3 separate regions of the Mus musculus genome follow, and all the other regions are linked to region 1. Evidence: chromatin contacts called from public HiChIP or PLAC-seq data. All regions are on one chromosome and are shown on one strand. Each heading gives the region's core, a stretch centred on a gene start, on an enhancer-like site or on the middle of the called end of the contact. The rest is flanking DNA. Distances are from core to core; before and after follow the strand shown. Region 1 holds the start of Pik3r2 (phosphoinositide-3-kinase regulatory subunit 2). Region 2 holds the start of Ankle1 (ankyrin repeat and LEM domain containing 1). Region 3 holds the start of Gatad2a (GATA zinc finger domain containing 2A).

Region 1 (2,755 bases), core at 126-2,625:
AGCCGGGAACACCAGCCTAAAGGACATGGACAAGGCGGAGTGAGCCAGGACAGAATCCCCCAGTGACCTTGGGGCTGGCCCCTGTCCCACTACTGATTAGTCTCCCCATCCGAGAGGCCACACTGACAGCCTTTCTTCGGGGTGCTGGGAGCTGAATGCTTTGCTGTCCCCACTAGGGTTGTGGGAACTGAAGTTCAGAGCTCTCTGAAGAACCCCACTCATCAGGAGGAAGCCAACCACAGATGCACCCAAGTTCAAGGCAGGAACAAAGACAGTGACCACATGGCCAGTTAGACTTGGGGTTATTGGGGAACCCCAAGAAGGGGTTGAACACCTGAGCAGTGGACATGGCCTATCAAGAGCTGTGGCCTGGGTGGGCATCCAAGGAAACAGAAGCCTTGGTTCCTGCAGGGGAGGTTGAGACAGGGTGCAGGGGTGTCCCCAGCTTGCCTTAGCCTGGGGCTCTCTGGTGATGCAAGAGAGGGGAGGTGTCAAGAAGAACCATGGTCACCTTAGTGCCACAGTAGGATGGGGACAGGAGCTGGACACCCCACATTGGGTCCTAGCCTGGGTCCCCATTCCAGCCTGCAGTTGGGTCTTCTGTGCATCCTCCTGGGGGAGCAAGGCTGACAGGTCCTCGTATAGGGACAGGGCAATGCATAGACAGACCGGTTCCTGCAAAGGCCCGATGGTGGAAGACGCCTGTCTAGGATGCAGAGGCTTTCAGAAAGAAGCCATGAAAAAGGCGTTTAGCGTGCCAAGGGGAGGGTCTGGGCTTCATCCCCAGATCTCGGGGACCCGGTGCAGGTGTCCTAGAGGGACTTAAGGCTTTGTGGTCCAGGGTATCCGGTGTGACTCACTGTCCGGCCTCTTGTGGCCTGCATGTTATAGGTAGGGAAACTGAGGGTCGGAGAGGCCTCTCCTAAGAAAGCCACCCGTCTGCCCGCCCCCGTGCCGAGCACGTCTGCACACCATGGGGGGAGGGTATCGCGGAACCCCCAATGCAAAAGGAGGGGCCTACGATGCACGCATAGTCTGTGTGCTCACACAGACGGGCCCCTAGACCCTCGTGCACCCCGAAGACCCCTGGACGACGGAAGTGGCCGGATCCGGGGTCGTGTCCCGCTCTCCGCCCCGTTGCGGGCGGGGACCTCCCGGCCTTAGAGACCCTGTCTCTACCCCGCAGGCTGCACAGCCCCACGCTCAGCTCGGAGCCCGGTTTTGTGCGGCTCCTTCTCTCCTCGGGTCCTCCCCACCACCATCGACTCACCCACTCCGGCCGCCGTCGCCACCACCACGACCGCCGCCGCCGTCGCCGCAGCCGCGGGATCCCTGCGTCAGCCACCGTCGCCGCGGTTCCAAGCCTTCGGGCCCGCCCCCAGGCGGAAATAGCCGAGCGCACTCGGGTCGGGAGGGCGGGCCTTTCCCCCCACACGAGGCGGAGCCCGAAGACCGAGGCACGCGGGCAAGCCTCCGGAAGCTGCCGAGTGTGCTCCCGCGGGAATGGGAGGCTGGGCTTTGCCACGAGACAGCCGAGGCTGGTCGGAGACAGCCGAGCACGGCCGTCGGAGGCTCACGAAAACACTAGAAAGCGGAAGGGTCGGGAACGCATTCGGTCCGAAGCTGGGCTCGGTGGACTTGGGACTCTGAGATACCCGAGCCATTCCGGAAGCAGCAGAACGTGCCATAACAGGGGTTTGTTTGTGTTTTTTACGAAGTCGTGAACCTGCCAGACCGCGGAATGTGTCTGGGAGGAACCGAACGACCTCAACTCCAGGCCTTGGGAGTTGACTCGGAGGCCGCCGATAGCTTCCGGAAATTGCCGAAGGTCCACTGGACGAGCTCGGCAGCTGTACCCTCAATGGAGAGCCGCTGGTGGAAGGAATGGAAGGCGAAGGCACTGCCATGACAACCCTAGGCGTCCGGAAACAGCCGAAGTGTCTCCGGCCCAACACGCGCGAGAATGCGGCTTATCAGCGTCCGGAAGCGAGATTGTTTCCGGAAATACGGACAGACTCTGGCGAGACGGAGAGAACCAGAAGTTGCCGAGCTTGTTCGGCTGATTTCCGAGGGATTCATTTATCTATTTTAGCTCACCGCAAAGACTAGGGTAGAAAATTGGGACGGAGGGGTTGCAGCGAGAGTTCGGCAGTTAAGCATGCTCACTGCTCTTGCACAGGATCCAGGTTCAGTAAATTACAGCCGCGTATAACCCGACTGGAATTAAAAGCAAGAGCTATGACGCCCAGCGTTTTGGATTTTTCCTTTTTAAGATTTTGTGTTTTTCTTCATGTTCAACTGTGCGCCTTGTGAGTACCTGGTGTCTGTGGAAGTTAGAAGAGACATCGGATGCTCTAGAACTTGAGTTACGGCTGTGAGCTGCCATGTAGGTGCTGGGAATACAACCTGGGTCCTCTAGAAGAGCAGCCAGTGCTTTTAATCATTGATTCCTTTGGCTTTATTATTTGAAACAGGGTCTTGTTATTAGCCCAGGCTGTATCTGAACTCATGATCCTTCTGCTTCGTGCCTCCCCACGCCCCCACCTCCAAGTGTTAGGATTACATGTGTATACAGCCATGCCTGGAAACACTTCATTTTAGAGATGAGATTTTGCCCTATTGCCCTAGCCAGGATCCCAGCCTGCTAGGTAGCTGGGATGCAGGCTGGCTTGGATTAAGTGTTTAACCAAACCCCTATACAGCCAACAAAACTCACTTAGATGATATCGAGCCATCAGTTTTTCCCTACCCCCAG
Region 2 (2,700 bases), core at 52-2,551, 630 kb after region 1:
CCACTCCAGATGTTCTTTTATCCAGAAAGTCCTCCAGAAACAGGGAAGATCTATTGAAAGTGGAACTGGTATGGCTGTCATATTTGGGACCTCCTAGATACACAAAAGTCCCAGCTCCAAGTGGGAAGTGGGTTCTGATGACACCTGTCACCCCCAATCTCAGTATCCTGATCTGATTGAACTTGTGTAGCCATGTGGTCTCGCCATGAGCAATCACTGCCTAGGGTTTGGAACCCTGATGTCCTAGGCAAGGATGGGGACATAGGGTGTGCGCCCTAGAAGAGGAAGGGAAACCCAGGAACCCCCCAGCCCCAGGTCAGACCAGAGGTTCAACCTGTCCACCTTCTCCATTTATAGAAAACAAAATGGCAGTGGGTGGGAGTTGGGCTCACCTTGATACAGGCGGCTGAGACATGAGGAGGCCAGTTCTAGGTTAGCAGGGCCCGCATTGGGAAGCACTGGATCAAACGGTGCATAAAAAATAGGCCAGGAGCCTATGATGACTCAGCCATTTAGAGCACAAGCTGTTCTTGCGGAACACCCGGGTTCAGCTCCCACACGGGGTCTCACAAGTCCACTTTCCGGGGATTCGATGCCCCATTTCTGGTCATGCAAGCAAAACACCCACACACTTTAGTTAATTTAAAAAGTAGGTCAGCTTGATTTTCTGGCCTTTGCATTTATTGGGCACTTAGTGTTGAGCCCTGTACTCCCATTTGCAAATAAGGAAAATGAAGCTCTTTATATTTTTTAATTAATTAATGTGTATGTGCACACGTGCGTGTGCTTGTGCAGGCTCCCGGCCCAGGCACACGTGTCGAAGTCCGCCTGTTCCTTCTTTCCAATGTGTGGGTTCTGGGTATCGAACCCAGGTCACTAGACTTGGCAGCAAGCATCTTGACCAGCTGTGCCGTCTCGCTGGTCCTCTCAAAGCTCTACTCCACAGAGCTACAGCCAACTCAGCTGTGCCATGCTGTTCCTCGGGAGTCTGATCCCAGCACTCGGTTGGCTGAGACAGGAGAATGACTGTAAGTTTTTGAATACCTTGAGGTCCGTCAGGGGTATCCAGGAGTTTGTTTTGTTAAAGACAAAGAGAGGCCCCGCTCTTTATCCCCAGCTCCCCTGGAATTTGCTGTAATTCTCCTGGCATCCCAGATGTACGCACCAAACCCTGGAGTCCCTCTGGCTTGCTCCGGACGTAGGGTGCAGCTAGTCAATCCCGATCGGCGTGGGGCGGGGCCAGAAGCAGAGGTGGGCGTGGCTGCGCGTGCGTAGACAGTTGCCGCGCGAATTTGAACTGCAGAGGGCGGTGACTCCTATGGGACATGGCCGATACTGCATGCTTGGCTCTGAGGCTGCTAGCAGCACTACGCGAGGAGGAGGCGCGGTGAGGGCGGCCGGGTCCGGGTGCTACCCGACCTTCTGCTCCCCGGGTGGTCAGGAGGTCTGAGGTCTACTGTGCTCGTCCTCCTGCAGGGCTGTGGAGGAGCTGCTGCGCCTCGGAGCGGACCCCAACCTGGTGTTGGACGATGGCGCTGCGGCGGTGCACCTGGCAGCCAGAGCGAGCCACCCGCGCGCCCTGCATTGCCTTCGGATGCTGCTGCGCTGGGGAGCGGATCCCAATGCTCGGTGAGGCGCGGCCCGGGTCCCTGGGTGCGGTAGGCGTGACTTGGGACAGCGGCACTGGACGTCAGGCTCCGGGTCCGAGGCGTCAGTCAGGTCTAAGATGGAAATGTCTGCTTCCAAGGTCGGGTACAAGGTGTCCCATAACTGTCATCTGGCACTCTGGGAGACTGAGGCAAGAGGATGACCGTGAATTAGAGTCTCACATGGTAGTGGGCACCGGTCATCCCAGCACGGGGAACTGAGGCAGGAGGAGCAGGAGTTCATGGCTAGCCTGGGCTATGCGAGACTGCCTAGGAAAGGAACCAACGCCGCACACCTCTCCTCTGTCTTTGGGGATCCCAGGTCCGCGGAGGGGCTGACGCCTGTGCATGTGGCTGCCGCGTGGGGCTGTTGTGGTGCTCTGGAGTTGCTGCTGAGCCGAGGAGGTGACCCCACACTGCGGGACCAGGTCAGTACCCCGCGCAGGCACACATGGGTGGCAGGAGGGTGGGTTAAGGACGCCCCCTGCTGACGGTGACTGCACAGGATGGGCTCAGGCCCTTGGACTGGGCACTACAGCAGCGACACCACAACTGCGCACGAGTGCTGCAGGAGCTGGACACGCCCACCCAGCCTGATGAGACCCGAGAACCCACAGGTGAGAGGAACTGAGGGGGTGTACCGGGCTACCACACTGCCCGGCCCAGTTCTGTTTGTACATCTATCGTGTCAATCACTATCCATGGTCTATCTTATCGGTCACATAACTATCATGCCAATTACCTACCTGTCAGTCATCTCGCACCTATATCATTTATCATGTCTATATCATACCTGTTTATATCTGTGTTATATCTGATTACTTATTTATCCATACATTTATACATCTATATGCAGAGACGTTTCATGTAGCCCAGGGTAGCTTTGAAACTGAAACATGCCAAGGACCTGCCTTAGCAGAGTCTTCTGGAGTTTCTCAAGATTCGGAGTTGCACGTGCATAGAGCTGAGCTGGAGGTGGAGGCTGTAGAGGTGGCTGTGCATCCCCAGAGCTCTGAGGCCACCGAGAACTCAGACTACAGCAGCGATGCTTCGT
Region 3 (2,700 bases), core at 69-2,568, 800 kb before region 1:
GGGAGACTCAGGCTCAGTATACAGATTACATCCACAACAGGTATCTATCGCTTTGTGAATGGACACACACATTAACAGGGACGTGGGAGTGCTGCATACTCCAAGAAGATAAAAAGAAGTTAATGCTGTCAAGAAAATGTAAGGCTCAGGAGACTCACCAGGACTTTGTCCTAAAGAATCCAAAGCCACAAGATAAGAGTGAACTACCTGAAGTGAGTCAGGTAGGTAGAACTTGCAGCCTCTGCTAAAACTGCAGGGGCGGGAAGGAAAAACAAAACATTCTGCCATACAGGTCTTAATGAGGGGTCCCCATTCATTTCAGGGTTCCGGAGAGCGCAGTCCGGCTGCGGCTGAGGCCTGCCCAGAAGCCTTTCCTTGTTGAAGTGATCAATTCCGATTCTTGGCATTAATCCCTTTAAAAGGCCAGCTGCTGCTGTCTAGTCACTGATGCCAACCCGTTCCAGGTGGAAGAAAAAAGAAATTATTGGAGCCACATCGTACACCCGGAGGCAAATTTAAAGTGGAGGGCCATGAGGAAAACAGGAACCAAGAGAGGGGGAAGGGTCCCATGGCTCCCCAGGGTCAAGCAGGAAGGGCGCGAGCCCAAGCAGGACGGTGGGGGGGGGGGGGGACCGGCCCTGCAGGCGTGGGCGCGCAGGGACTCTTATTCTGACACGGGATCCTCCGCCGCCTCCGCCGCCGCCGTCGCCGCCGAATTTAACGCCGCCGCCGGGCTCGGACCCCCGACCCTCCCGTGGACTCTCACCCCACGCCACTCGTCCACGTGCTGTGTGCCCGCCGCCCCCCTTGGGGCGGCCTCCCAGCCTGAAAAGCTCAGGAGGGAGTGAGGCGACTCGGCCACTTCCCGGCTCCGGGGACCAGGGACCCCAGCCCCACGTGCGAGGGCGGTGGGGAACTTTCCAGCGGCGCAGGCGAAGCGAACCGCAGCGCAGCAAACCGAATACGACCGCGCTCCCACTTTCCCGCGCCCCCGCCCCGCCTTGCCAAGTTTGCTAGGAACTTACCCGGCCGCGCGCCGACCGGGCCCAGGGGCAGCGCGCGTGTCCACAGGGCTGGGGGCGGGGGGCGCCGGCCGCGCGTGCTCGCTGCGCCTGAGGGGCCGCCCGGGCCCGCGGCGCTCGCTCCGCCGCTCCGCCCGCCCGCGCCGCCGGCCAGATAATGCGCCCCTCGGCCGCACACATGGAGCCCGGCGCCGGCGTCACCGCCCGGGACATGCGCACCAGGTCAGCGCGCCCGGCCCGCGGCCCCCAAAACACCGGGGAGCTCTTAAAGGCGACGCCACCCGCCCGCACCCGGATGGGCGGGGTCGGGAAGGGAGGGGCTCCCTGTGGGCGTGGTCTTATGTGGGCGTGGTTCCCTGGAGGCGAGGCTGGGCGGGCCTACCCGGAAGCACCGCCCTCCCAGCCCCAAAGACTGGCGACGCTGCGCTAAGCGACTGGGTTTCCCACTTGGGCTGCTAAGCGCCCCTCAGCCATGGCCAGCTTAGTGCACAGAGCTCGGCCGCGCCCAGGGCTGACTCACGCTGACCTCGCCCGAGCCCTGCACGGCCACCTCTTGTAACTCTGAGACGCGCCCGGGGCCTCGCAAAGCTTCCTCTCAGGAACTTCGGTGTTGACCTCCAGTGAGAAGGTGCGATCGGCTGAGCGGTCACCCCTCTCCCCCGGACCGCAGACAGTTCAACCTACCCACCAAGCCAATCCACCTGCAGAGAACGAGGTGGACGGCTGTCTCCTTCCAGTAATCCACATCTAGCCTGTGCCTCTGGAGAAGAAGGAATCCCCAAGAAAACAAACCTGCGCCCAACCCTCTCTGGTAACACCAAGGAGACAATAATAGCCAGAAAGGAAGCAAGTTTGGGGAGATTATGAAGCATCTGAAGCCAATTTACAATTTCAACAGGGAAAAGTACAAAGTTCATAGAAAACCTATTCCAGGACAGCGACATGGCTCAGTGGTTTAAAGAGGCTTGCCACCAAACATAATGACCTGAGTTCCATCCGCACAAGTTGTCCTCAGACACAAACACACGCTCATAAATAAAATATGTTAATTTAAAAAACACATCTGGAGTCATGGCTCAGCAATTAAAGGTACTGGCTGCTCTTGCAGAAGACCCAAGCACCCACATGGTGGCTTACAACCTACCATAACTCCGGTTCTAGGGTATTTATGCCTTCTGTCCTCATCATACAGAAACACGTCATAAAGAAATCTTATGAAGACAAAGCCCAGGGCTAAAGAGTTAGCTCAGTGGTTAAGGGCACTTCTTGTTGTGGAAGACCTGGGTTCTATTCCCAGCACCCACATGGAGGCTCTCCTCCTCAGGCAACAAGTACACATGTGGTACACAGATGCACATGCAGGCAAAACACTCATGACACATCAGTTTCTTTTAATATATATATATATAAGGGTTGGAGAGATGGCTCAGTGGTTAAGAGCACCAACTGCTCTTCTGGAGGTCCTGAGTTCAAATCCCAGCAATCACATGGTGGCTCACAACTATCTGTAATGAGATGCCCTCTTCTGGTATGTCTAAAGACAGCTACAGTGTACTCACATATAATAAATAAATCTTTAAAAAAAGAAAAAGAAAGAAAAGGAAATGAAATAAAGAAAATGAAGCCTCAAGGTAGGTGGATGAGTTCGTGGCCAGTCTGTACTATGGCTAAGACTACA

Evidence for each region. HiChIP or PLAC-seq counts read pairs in DNA pulled down with a chosen protein or histone mark.
Region 2: a contact with region 1 is called in an H3K4me3 HiChIP or PLAC-seq map of fetal liver, with 3 times the contacts expected there. The contact joins the promoter of Ankle1 here to the promoter of Pik3r2 in region 1. A contact is called at or near these places in 13 of 39 promoter capture datasets (the 3T3-L1 cell line, cranial neural crest, embryonic stem cells and 7 more), 3 of 484 Hi-C or Micro-C datasets (B cells and embryonic stem cells), 15 of 115 datasets of contacts at active chromatin or transcription factors (the NIH/3T3 cell line, the SCID.adh cell line, bone marrow-derived macrophages and 7 more) and 3 of 9 other capture datasets (adipose tissue, embryonic stem cells and liver).
Region 3: an HNF4G HiChIP or PLAC-seq map of pancreatic cancer cells shows a contact between it and region 1. The contact joins the promoter of Gatad2a here to the promoter of Pik3r2 in region 1. A contact is called at or near these places in 1 of 484 Hi-C or Micro-C datasets (regulatory T cells), 1 of 115 datasets of contacts at active chromatin or transcription factors (pancreatic cancer cells) and 1 of 9 other capture datasets (adipose tissue).

What each region holds. Positions count from the first base shown.
Region 1 is chr8:70,775,337-70,778,091 of GRCm38.p6, forward strand. It overlaps Pik3r2 (phosphoinositide-3-kinase regulatory subunit 2), which reads right to left and starts at 1,376. Exons shown (of 16, transcript NM_008841.3): 1 at 1,271-1,376; 2 at 1-16. It overlaps 2010320M18Rik (RIKEN cDNA 2010320M18 gene), which reads left to right and starts at 1,526. Exons shown (of 1, transcript NR_029440.1): 1 at 1,526-2,270.
Region 2 is chr8:71,404,711-71,407,410 of GRCm38.p6, forward strand. It overlaps Ankle1 (ankyrin repeat and LEM domain containing 1), which reads left to right and starts at 1,302. Exons shown (of 9, transcript NM_172756.3): 1 at 1,302-1,387; 2 at 1,477-1,629; 3 at 1,969-2,074; 4 at 2,152-2,263; 5 at 2,503-2,700. The coding sequence starts at 1,326. It overlaps Babam1 (BRISC and BRCA1 A complex member 1), which reads left to right. Exons shown (of 9, transcript NM_026636.2): 9 at 1-62. It overlaps Gm39193 (a long non-coding RNA gene), which reads right to left and starts at 1,301. Exons shown (of 2, transcript XR_870504.2): 1 at 1,166-1,301; 2 at 638-1,009.
Region 3 is chr8:69,973,065-69,975,764 of GRCm38.p6, forward strand. It overlaps Gatad2a (GATA zinc finger domain containing 2A), which reads right to left and starts at 1,319. Exons shown (of 13, transcript NM_001113346.1): 1 at 1,026-1,319.